Linked DNA regions of Callithrix jacchus: region 2 is linked to region 1. The links are chromatin contacts, called in public Hi-C maps. All regions are on one chromosome and are shown on one strand. The core of a region is the stretch at or near the end of the contact, and the rest is flanking DNA. Distances in the headings are between cores, read along the strand shown.

The links. A called contact is a pair of places that touch in the nucleus more often than the background predicts.
Region 2: a contact with region 1 is called in a Hi-C map of skeletal muscle, with 5 times the contacts expected there. The contact joins the enhancer-like site here to the promoter of GBF1 in region 1. A contact is called at or near these places in 3 of 3 Hi-C or Micro-C datasets (induced pluripotent stem cells and skeletal muscle).

What each region holds. Positions count from the first base shown.
Region 1 is chr12:95,232,512-95,238,692 of calJac240_pri, forward strand. GBF1 (golgi brefeldin A resistant guanine nucleotide exchange factor 1) reads left to right here and starts at 4,533. Exons shown (of 39, transcript XM_078346385.1): 1 at 4,533-4,782. It overlaps PITX3 (paired like homeodomain 3), which reads right to left and starts at 844. Exons shown (of 4, transcript XM_002756552.8): 1 at 671-844.
Region 2 is chr12:95,329,392-95,335,194 of calJac240_pri, forward strand. It overlaps GBF1 (golgi brefeldin A resistant guanine nucleotide exchange factor 1), which reads left to right. Exons shown (of 39, transcript XM_078346385.1): 4 at 1,347-1,478. Among named protein-coding and RNA genes, the nearest start is that of NFKB2, 57 kb to the right of the region's middle. Within about 2 kb of position 4,245, at least 2 of the 16 cell types and tissues checked have an H3K27ac peak or open chromatin away from gene starts, as enhancers often do. A contact at or near this core is called in skeletal muscle, where this site is marked.

The sequences.
Region 1 (6,181 bases), core at 3,283-5,782:
GCCGACATTCTGTCCAATTCTGAGGCGGCCCCAAGTCAGGACCCATCTGGGCCCAGACACCCCAAGCCAGATCCACCAGATCTGCTGCCTGGTCACTCTGACCCGCACAGCGGCCATCTGACCCAGTCGCAGCCAGGCTCTCACAACACAGCTCCTATTCCAACTGTGGAGCAGCTGGGAAGAGAAGCGTGTGAGACCAGGCGCACCCCAGCTTACAGCCCCTGGAGTCTGTCTGAGCCTGGGCCGAGGGGCGTCGGGCACCGCAACTGCCCCCAAACTGGGGGCCGCCGCCGGTTCCCCCGCTGGCCAGGGCCTCTGCAACCCCTTTCGCTCTCTGGCTGCCTGCCCCGTGCCCTGGGATTCCAGGGCGCTTTCTGGTAATGGTTTCCAGACTCCCTACTCCCTGTCTCGAGAAGCACCTATCCTGGCTTTGAGTCTCTGGCTTCGTTCTGGATCCTCTGAGTCTCCTCCTTCCCTGTTCCCTGGTTCTTACCCTGAGTTCCCCTTTTCCCAGGTCCTGGCCCCAGGTCTGCAGTCCGCCCTCCCAGTCTCAACCCGTTCCCTCGACACCGGAGTTCAGCTGCCCCAGGTCCCGTTTTAGGGATTCCGAGGTCCAGCAATAGTTCCTCGGCCCCATGAGCCCCTCTCCGGAGAATAGTCAAACACTCACAGTGCGTCCCGCAACAGGCAGACTCCCGGCAGCGGCGGCGGCGATCGAGAGGGCAGGCAGGGGCCAGGGACCGGGCACCCGGCCGGAGTGGGGGCCGCCCCCCTGCTCCCGGGCCGCCGCTCCGCTTTGGCGCTCCCGGGCTCGCGGAGGGAGTGAGCCTCACCGCGTACTGCCACCCCCAGCAGGCGCCCATTCACTTTATGGCAGACCAGGGCGCCCCCAGCCCGCCGCGGCGAGCTGCGTGCGTCAGGCCCCGCCCCTTTCCAGCTGCGCTGCCGGGGCTCCGCCCTTTCCAGCTGTGGATTTCCAGGTCCCGCCTTTGAGGGAGGGGTCTGACCGGCGAGACGCCAAGAACACCGCCCTCTGGCCAATCAGAAGCGCTCCTCAGTAACTGGGCCGCGCCCCTCCCCACGTGGCACAGACCGCGCTCGGGCTAGGACGCTTTGGCAGAGCCAAGTGGGCGAGAGTAGAGTGGTCCCGATAGCCCCAGTTAAAAGGGGTTGGCTGGCGGCGAAGTGGGGCTGGGCCACTACCCCGAGCAAAGTGGATCGGCGCCAGGTGGGAAGGCGCACGGGGCCGCCGGGTCTCAGCGCTCAGACTTCTCTGCCGCTCAAGTTTCGCCGATTTTCTCCACTTGTCGCTGTCCGTCTCTCCTCCCTTTTGTCTCTGTTCCAATCCTCCTACGTCTCGCCTTTCTTTCCTCTTCTTTCTCCTTAGCCGCTTCGCTCCTACTGTTTACCCCTCTCCCTCCTCTGCCACTTTAAACACTCATTTCTCTTCCCTTCTGTTCCTTTTTCTTCATATCTTTCCTCCTCTTCATTTCTCCCCTCTTCTCCAAGGAAGGTGACTTCGTGGAGACAGCAGGGTTTGGAATGAGACAAACCAAAGGGGTGTTCCAACGCTGCCACGAACTGCACCGTCACCGAATGAACTTGGACAAGTAACTATCACCTCCCTCCCCGCACAAAACAATTAAGAGAAGGTTTCTGCTGGATCTCAGGGCTTGGGCTGGGCACTCCAAATGCATGGACCAATTGCCTTTCAGTCTGCACTGTCGTTTTGCTTGGGCTGTGCTCTCCCTCCTTTGGCAGGGCTGGTTTCCCGCTGGTGGTACCAAGTTAAGTCCTGCGGGCAAGGTGTGGTGCCTGCTGGTTAGGAATTTGCAAGGGACAGGATCGATGTCCAAGGAACATCCTGGTAGACTGTACTGTCTCACTCTGACTTTGGCCTCGATTTCCAGGAAGCAGGCTCCTTCTCTTCTCCCAGTTAGGATGTGTTGCTTGGGTGCTCCAAGAGCCTAAGCTCAGTCACACAATATGCCCTTAAGGCAAATCTGAACAGTCACGTATTGACTCAGAATAAAGGTCAAGCTCCCTTTTGTATGTATAGCTGACATACGAGACCTTCAGGACCTGACCTTGTCTTCATCTCCAATTTTCTAGTAGTTTCCTGCACACCTCTGGCGGTTCCTGTAAAAGTAACCCATCTTTATATTGTAAATTCCTACTCCTCCAGTGTTCCACTCAGGCCTTGTTTTCTCTGGGAAGCCTTTTCTGAACTCTCAGGTTAGCCTCCAGCTCCCTTCTGTGTATAACCTCTATTAACCACCCACCATATTGAAGCGATCAGCTTATGTTTTGTCCACTATGAGACTAAAATTTAGAAGGGTAAGGACCATGTCTATTATTCCCAGGCATAATGTAGAATATCAATGAATATGTCACATTGAAATCTATGAGGAAGATGTTCTGCCTGGTAAGATGATGATTAGTGGTTAGGAGGGACAAGGGAATTGTCATCTCTTTCTTCTCCATCTCTATTGGACAATCGAATGCTTTTAGAATGATGAATTTCTGGAGGTATTCATGTGGAAGTGGATATGGGTGAGCAGGAAGTTTTGGCCCACTTAGAGAATTTTCCAGTGGACTCTCCAGGACCTCTCAATTTGAGACAGGCCCAGGACACCAATTTCCAGTTTTCAAATGACGAAGAAAATGGCTCAGAGGTAATGTGGAAAGAGGTGCTATGATGGTATATCCTCTTTTCCTGACTCTCTTTGGGTGAAAGAGGCTAGATCCTCAGCTGGACCCACTGACCAGAAGCCCAAAGTGCAGGTGTAGGGAGTTATTGAGGGGTTCTTCAGGTCTGATGTCAGGTCTGATGGGTGCTTTACACTAGAGTATTGTGGCCAGGAGTGTTGACTCACGCCTGTAATTTCAACACTTCGGGAGGCTGAGGCTGGAGGATCACCTGAGGTCAGGAATTCGAGACCAGCCTGTCCAACATGGTGAAACCCCATCTCTTCTAAAAATATAAAAATTAGCCTAGCATGGTGGAAAACCCCTATGATCCCAGCTACCTGGTAGGCTGAGACAGGAGAATCACTTGAACCCAGGAGGCAGAGGCAGAGGTTGCATTAAGCCAAGATTGCGCCACTGCACTCCATCCTGGGCAACAGAGCAAGACTCCGTCTCAAAAACAAACAAAAAACAAAAAACAAAACAAAAGAGCCAAAAACAAAAAACTAGAGCATCGTAGCACGTGGATGGTCTTTAGATGTATGGTTTTGAGACTACATTCCTATGTGGTTATGAGCTTCCTTGGACTTGAGTTGTCCATAACTGGGAGGAAGTATGGAAGAGTTGGTATCTTTTTTCACTGCCTCCCAGCAGTCTCTCCAGGTCTGCAGGGACACTGGGGCTCTAGTGTCTCAAACAGGCTGAGAATTTCATGATTCAGTCTGCTAGGAGAAAACCCATCTCTTGTTCTCTTTCCACACATTCTCACTTCCAGGTAACACAGGTAATTCTAAATAGCTTAGAAACCTCTATCATCTCTTGCAAATGGAGGAGGCAGCTGGGGGCAAGAGAGTGAAAACAGGTGGGCATCCAACCCTCAGGCCCCTTTCTTGTTTCTAAAGCAAACAAGAAAGACTTCTGTTTCCTATCACTGAAAATGTGGGCTAAGCAGAGTATTTAGCTTTCTGCCTGGTGGTAAGGCCCGTTCAAGGCTTGGTATGAGAGGCAACCGGGAGTCGCAGCCCTATATACTAAGAAGGCATAAGAGGTGACAAAAGGCAGTGAAAAGAGTTACCGGGGGTGAGGAGATCCAGGGGTTTATCTCTCTGTTCTGCTATTTACTAGTAATGTGAACCTGGGCCCAGCCTTCCACCCTGGGGCTGTTTCCTATGATGTAAAATGAAAAGACTTAAATTAGATATCCAGGGCTTCTGCTACTTGCTATTGTCTCTATTTCTGTATAATGGGAACGGGGCAGAAGGCGCTGAAACAGAGTTGGGACGTGACAGACACAACTGTGAGAAGCCACACCGGGAAGGTGGACGAGAGGGCGAGGAAAGGAGGGTGCGGAATAGATCGCTGGACTTGTTTTAGGATGAAGGAAGCCCAGAGTTGCCTCGAAAAGGAGTGATCCCTCAAGGAGTATGGTCTTGGCCCAGGTAACTTTGATAGTACGTGGACAGGGAAATAAGGATGCCCGCTCAAGCTCTCAAAACGGACCCCGCCCCTTTCCAGCCAATTGTAGCCCGTAATGCGCAGCAGCCACTGCCAAACCGCACACTGCAACCAAACTCTACCTACTCCACCTCTCTAACCGCCCAGCACAGTTCCTAATTTTTTATTGGATTTTTAAACTGTCACTCAGAGAGTACTCGTATCCGTTGGTTGTCCCCTACCTACCCTTTCCCTTGTAATCTCGCCTCTTTAGGCACTACCCGCCTCCTGAAGCCAATTTCCTTTATTCGATTGGAGAGTCGGAATGCTACTTTTCACGGTGCAAAGCTATGATTGGCTGCATCTGGCAAGATTCGTGCAGTTACCAGGCAGCGGGCTAGACTGAGGCTAGTTACCACGTCAGTGAGCTGACAGGGAAGGTAGCCGGCTCCACTGCCCGTCCCGGCCGACTCATCCTAGCGGACTGTGCATTCCCACTCTGATTTCGGCCTCAATTTCCAGGAAACGAGCTCCTTCTCTTCTCCCATCTGCTACCAGAGCCGGGAGAGCTGCTCGGAGACGCCTCCGGGGTGTGGGCTGGACATGAGCAGCGACTGCCGGTCCTGGGACTAGGCCCCGCCATTTTGGATCCGCTGACAGGTCAGCGAAGTCTCTTCCTAGAGTTCTGGTGTCGTGAAGGCCTCCCTGACATCTCAATAGGGAGTTAGGGGGAAGGACCCTTAAATTGGGCGAGCCAGGGTGGGTTAAGGACGCAGCGGACAGGAATAAGACGAGGGAAGGGTTGTTGTGGGAGGGAACAGGGAGGTATGCAGGGGCAAAGGTCAGGCCCTTGCCTCAGGAGGGGCGATTTCTGCTCTCTTTGCTGATCCTTTGTAGGTGCCCAAATCTTCTATTTTCCCAGGCTTGACTTAGTTTTCAGCTCCTCTTTTCCAGCGCTTTCTGCATCCTAAAGAGCCCAGTACTCAAAAGCTGAAAGCAAACCTAAGGAGCATTGTCTCTACTTTTATGGGTTTTCAGACTTTAGATATGAAAGGCTCTCCAGATTGTGTACAGCGTCTGCTTCTTTGTGACTGCTTCACTAATACAAAGGAACTGCTTCGTTAATACTGGATGATGAGCTAGTGCACCTAGAATCAGATTGTCAGCAGACAGATGTGTGAAAGGCTTGAGGTTATAGCAGCACAGGAAACTGGGCTATGAGAAGGCTTCCCTCTTACTTACTGGACAGCTCAGCTGCCTGTCTGGGTCTGTATGTAAACACTAGACTTATCTTCTGGGCCTATTTGTTCCTTTAGACACTCTTTCACAGGTATTCTTTTCTGGTATATGTTTTTGTTGACATATTTTCCCCAGGTCTTCACTAACGAGATGAGGTTTAATCATAAAGAAGCCACTCTATTATGACATATTTGACTGAGAGCAGAGAATACTGCCAAAGTTTCATACTGTTGGCCTATTATTTTTAGTGGGCAAAAAGTCATGAGAGATTTTCAGCCAATTGTAGGGTAAGAGCAGCAGAATGCTTTTAGAAAGAGTGCTTTTAGAAATAAGGAATAGTGTAGATGATGTTTTTTAATGCGCAATGTGGAAACTTGTATGTCTTTAATTCAGGTATACAAGGCACTCTAGGCCCTGTGGAGGATACAGATGGAAAGGTCTTCTTTGGGATTGCTCAGTTAATGCACTTCTTAAAAGTAGTAGCATGTATGAGCAGTAGCCTAGCTGGAGCATGTAGTAGGTTAAGAGCAGGATCAACCTAATGCCTTTTGGTATGTAGTGGGCACTCAATAAATGTTATCTGTATATGGGATTAGTTTCAGTATGTGATCAGGACTTGTGGCCTGCTTTTGGCCCTGGCAGTCAGGAACACTTTGCACTTTTGCATGGTGAGGTAGGAACTAGGAGGATCAAAACCTCATGGTGTTAGAAAATTATTTAGGATCTTAGAATGACTGAACTCAGTTTTTCCTGCCTTTGCCCTTATGAATTTGAAATTTCATAATTTCCCTTTGCCCTTATGAAATTGAATTTTGATGTG
Region 2 (5,803 bases), core at 2,995-5,494, 97 kb after region 1:
AGGTGGGGCAGCCTAGATCACATCCCTAAACATTTTTAGCCTCTTTAGGAAGCATTTTAGGGAGCTGGTCTCTCTGAAAGGTAAAAGCACAGCACAATCTAGAAAAACAAATTAAATCCTGTCCAGAGTAGGGTAGGGAGCAAGTACAGTGTAGTAGTCTTTGACCTGGAATGGAATCATCTAAATTCAGGAGTAAAATTTCATCTATTCAGGTAGAACAGATGAAGGGGTTTTACAAGTTTTGGAACCATATAGGCATACAGGCTGGATTCAAATCCCAGCTCTGCGTATTAGTTGTGTGATTTGGGGCCAATCATGTATCTTGTCTGAGCCTTTTCTCATCTATAAAATAAAGATTATCAATTGCCCGTTCATCTCAGAGCAGTTACTCTAAGCAGGAAACAGGCTAGAAAATGGTTGGGAACTTCTAAGATTACAGACTGCCTCCACTCCATGACTGAGAGACTGCTCAGCCTTTTTGTTCTTGTTAAACTAGTTTTTCAGCAAGGGACTATAAACCTCAAATTTTTCTCTCAGTCTCCTGGAATATGCTGCACTCTTTCTCTAAGAGAAGTAACCCTGACCATAACAGCCATGAACATAAAGACAGAAGCCCACTCTGGGACCTAAGGGTTATGTTGGCTCTACCCAAGTTGAGGTTACCTATTTATATCACAGGAGAGGGTGGTGAAATGGGCATGGAAAATTGACTCACAATATTTGATGATATTGAAGAATTATTCATTTTTTAAAATTGTGATATAAAATACATATAATGCAAAATTTACCATTTTAACCATTTGTTAACTTTTTAAGTATGATAATATTGTTGGGCGGGCATGGTGACTCACGCCTGTAATCTCAGCACTTTGGGAGGCTAAGGTGGGCACATTGCTTGAGCTCAGGACTTCAAGACCAACCTGGGCAACATGGTGAAACCCCATCTCTACTAAAGATACAAAATTAGCCAGGCATGGTCGCAGATGCCTGTAGTCCCAGCTACTGAGGAGGCTGAGGGGCTTGAGGTGGAGATGGAGGTTTGCAGTAAGCGGAGATCATGCCACTGCACTCCAGAGCACAGGACTCTGTCTCAAAAAAAAAAAAGATAACATTGTGCTTTTTTTTTTTTTTTTTTTTTAAGATTCCTAATCTTTTAGATCTACATACTGAAAACTTTACAGATAAAATGATGCAGTGTCTGGGATTTGATTCCAGGTAATCTAGGGGGAAGAAAATCACCCAGCAACAAAGACCTTTAGCCTCATGGCACAAAGAAGAAGGACCTTTCTCCAGGGTTTAGCTTTTTGTTAGATGGTATCTCTTCATTTCTGTTTATTTTCCTGCAGGACTCTCTGAGATTGAGCCCAATGTATTCCTTCGTCCTTTTCTGGAAGTGATTCGCTCTGAAGATACCACTGGCCCTATCACTGGACTGGCACTCACCTCTGTCAACAAGTTCCTGTCCTACGCACTCATAGGTAAGAGCTCTGGCTTTGCTGCATGACCACAGTACTTCATTTCCCACCTCTCCCAGGGTGCTCGGGCCTTAGGCAATGAACTGGTGATAGTGGGAAATTTTTCTCAGCCATCTCTTTTCTGGTAGAAGAGAAATAGGATTGTTATTGGTTACTCATCATGCTAGCTGACTCACGTTGTTCAGGGTGGGAAGGGTAGGAGAAGAGCTTTCCTTGGTACTCTGGCTTCTCTATGCTTTGGGAGGAGTTAAGGGTGTGGTACCTTACCCTTTGAGATTTGGTTAGGTTTATTTTTAAAGTTACTTTTTCAGACATAATGCACATTGTAAGAAGACAAACAAGAGGTGATGAAAAGAAAAGTTAATGTCCCTCCTGTGTCTTTCTCAATGCTCCTCCTCTGCCTTTAGGCAAATAGTGTTAACAGCCTAGTTTGAATCTTTCTGTATGTTTTTCTGTGTGTTTATAAATGAAGTATCATCCCTTTTTAAAATGAAATAAAAATAGGATTATGTGGTACATATTTTCTTTTTTCACTTAGTAGTATTAAATGTACATGATAGAGTCATCTGATTTATTCTTTTATATTGTAGAAAATTTATATAAAACTTGCCATTTCCTTTTTTTTTTTTTTTTTTTTCTGAGACAGAGTTTCACTTTACTTTCCCAGTCTGGAGTGCAATGGTGTGATCTTAGCTCACCACAGCCTCCACCTCCTGGGTTTAAGTGATTATCCTGCCTCAGCCTCCTGAGTAGCTGGGATTACAGGCATGTGCTACCACCCCCGGCTCATTTTGTATTTGTAGTAGAGACGGGGTTTCTCCATGTTGGTGAGGCCAGTCTCGAACTCCTGACCTCAGGCCTGCCTCAGCCTCCCAAAGTGCTGGGATTACGGGCATGAGCCACCATGCCCAGCTGCCATTTCCATGATTTTAAGTTTACAATTCATTGGCATTAATCACATTCACAAATTTGTGTAACCATCACCACCATCTATTTTCTAAACGTTTTTATTACCCCAAATAGAAACTTAACATATTAGGGAGTTAACATTAAGCAATAACTCCCCATTTCCCTATTCCCTCAGCCCCTTGTATGATTTCTTTTAGGGGCTATATAATTTCCATAGTGTAATATAGATATAACACAATTCATATGCTCATTCTTATTAATATTTAATATTTAGATTGTTTCCTATTGAAGTCATAAATAATGCTAATATAAGCATCCTTGATCACATGTCCTTATTTACTCATTTTACTTATGTATGAAAAATCTCTGACCTTGGGATTCCTGGATTAAAGACCATGTGCATATTGCATTTTTATAGCTATTACCAGGTTGCTTTCCCAAAAGGTTATATCAGTTACATTTACACTTCCACCAGCAGTAATTGAGAATTTCCACTTTCCCACCCTGTCATCAGCACTGAATATTATCATTTTTATTTATTTGTGCCAACTTGGTAGGTAAAAAGTGGGGTTTTTCTGTTTTGTTTTGTTTCTTGAGACAGGGTCTTGCTCTGTTGCACCCAGGCTGCAGTGCAGTGGCACAATCACAACTCACTGCAGCCTTGACCTTCAGGCTCAGGTGATCCTCCCACATCCACCTCCCAAGTAGCTGGGACTATAGGCACATGCCACCACACCCAGCTAGTTTTTGTACTTTTAGTAGAAATGGAGTTTCACCATGTTGCCTAGGCTCGTCTTGAATTCCTGAGCTCAAGCAATCCACCGCCTTAGCCTCTCAGAGTACTGGGATTACAGGCATCAGCCATTGCACCTAGCCTTTTGTTGTTTTAATTTCTTGCAGTTGAAACATTTGAATTTCCTCTCCTTCACTTTTTTTTTTTTATTGTACTTTAAGTTCAGGGCTACATGTGCAGATCTTGCAGGATTGTTTCATAGGTACACACGTGCCATGGTGGTTTGCTGTCTCCATCCTCCCGTCACCTACGTCAGGCATCCTTCCCCACCCTCCACTGTCCTCCTAGCTCCCACCCCACTTACTTTTTTCAGTTGTTTTTGTTTTTCATGTCACTTTGTAGGAGTTCTTTGTATAGTAGGAATATTAACCCATTGCCTATCATAGCATTACAAATATTTACTTCTAATCTAGGCCAAATATTTCCTCTAACCTATAGGTTATCTCTAAATTTGTTTATGGTATATTTCTTTGGATTCCTTTTTTCATTGGCCTTGACACTCAATTCGGGAATTCATATTCCCCAATTGGCAGCCCATGTACAAGGATGAAGAACACAGAAAACAGGCAACTGTCTTTGTTTCTTAAGTAGGGAGACAAGAAAAGATTAGGCTCAGGCTTTAGCTAGCCAGAAAAAGAAATAGTCTTCAATTCAGGGCAAGAAAACCCTTTATCTATGCTAGAAATGTTGGATTTGCTTAGCTGATGCATTCATTCCTGCATTCCTGAGCAGGAATCCTGGGTACCAGCTAGCTTCTGAACAGGTGCGTCAGCCTCTCCGACACCCTAGTCCTAGCTTCATACTTTTCCTAAACAAAATCAGGCCCAATCACTTCCAGCCTTGCGCTGAGCACCACCTGCAGGTCATCTCTCTTCACAGCCTCCAGTGGCTGCCCCTGCTGTGCCTTTTCCCTCTGCTGTCTTGTTGGTGTTACTCTCTCCCCTTCCTGAACTTGGCAGTCAGGCTGGTCATTGGAGACCTGAGGCCAGCTGGTCATTGGAGTTTCCTGTGGTGGGAAAGGAGAATGCTAGAGGTGGTGATTGCAGTGAGCATGAGAAAAGGAGCAGGAAGGAGTATATGAAAGCAAAAATGCAAAGGAGATGGCATTGGCAGATTTCCCTCAAGTTGGCTCCAGAGTAGCCAGAAGAGGAGGACATTTTAAAGAAGGGTTTAGGCTGTTCTTCTAGAAGAAAGCTCCCGCCTCTTGCTCCTGTAATCCAAGGTTTCAGAGATTATTTTAGATCCTCCTTTAAGGACTGGCCTTTTGTTTGCCCCCATACCGTGGCCAGACCAGAATTTTTGTACCACTGATTTCATGGCTTGCTAGCAAGCCTTGCCTATGGTTCTAAAGACCTGTCATTCTTGTCTGCCTTTTTATTTTTATTTTTTATGGAGTTTTTTTTTTTTTTTTTTTTTTTTTTTTTTTGAGACAGAGTCTCACTCTGTTGCCCAGGCTGGAGTGCAGTGGCATGATATTGACTCCCTGGAACCTCCATTTCCTGAGTTCAATCAATTCTCATGCCTCAGCCTCCCAAGTTGCTTGGACTACAGGCATGCACCACCATGCCTGGCTAATTTTTGTATTTGTAGTACAGATGGGGGTCTCGCTGTGTTGGCCAGTCTGGTCTCAAACTCCTAGCTCAGGCAATCTGCCCACCTCAGCCTCCCAAAGTGCTAAGATTACAGATGTGAGCCACTGTGCCCAGCCCTTACCTGCCTTTTTAGAAAATTAACTTGGCTACTTCATTCAACCTCAGGGGACAAGAACTATAAAGATATCAGTAGAGCATAAACCACCCTAACCAAGTCTCTCTGAACCTATTCTGGTTGGGGGATGGGAGGAGTGCCTTATTCAAAATAATAAGTTAGAAGACACCTTAACAAGAGAGATTGCTGAAAGAGAGGAAGAAATGGACCCCCAGGAGCCTTATGAGTTGGGAACAAGACTACTATTCACTTAGCTCTGAAATGCTACACAACACTGAGAAGGACCTGGGTTTCCTGTGTGGGCCCTGGTGGCCTGGGTAGGGACTGTCAGGCAGGGCTGAGATAGAGACTAGGGCAAGGGCCTTGAGAGTATGGGATTTTGTGTGTGTGTGTGTGTGTGTGTGCGCGCGCGCTGATTGGGAGAAATGTGGAGAGTTGGTATGATAGGAGGAGCTGGGTCACCCCATTTTACTATATGTCATGAAACTGGCTTTATTCTGCATGACCTCTAACTACTCACAGTGCTGAATAGAAGGATGCTGTAAATAGGAGGTCTTGATATGGTGTCAGATGCTAATGAGGACAAAAGAAAAAGAGGAAAACATTCACAATTAGTAAGTCTTCTGGCTTATCATTGCAAGATAAATGTTTGGGGGCCAGGCATGGTGGCTCACACCTGTAATCCCAACACTTTGGAATGCCCAGGCAGGAGGATCATTTGAGCCCAGGAGCTCAAGACCAGCCTGACAACCTGGGGAAATCCCCCCATTTCTATAAAAAATACAAAAATTCACCTGACATGTTAGCACACACTTGTAGTCCCAGCTACTGAGGAGGCTGAGGTAGGAGGATCACTTGAGGTCGAGGCTGCAGTGTGCCATGATCACACCACTGCACTCCAGCCTCGGTGATAGAGCAA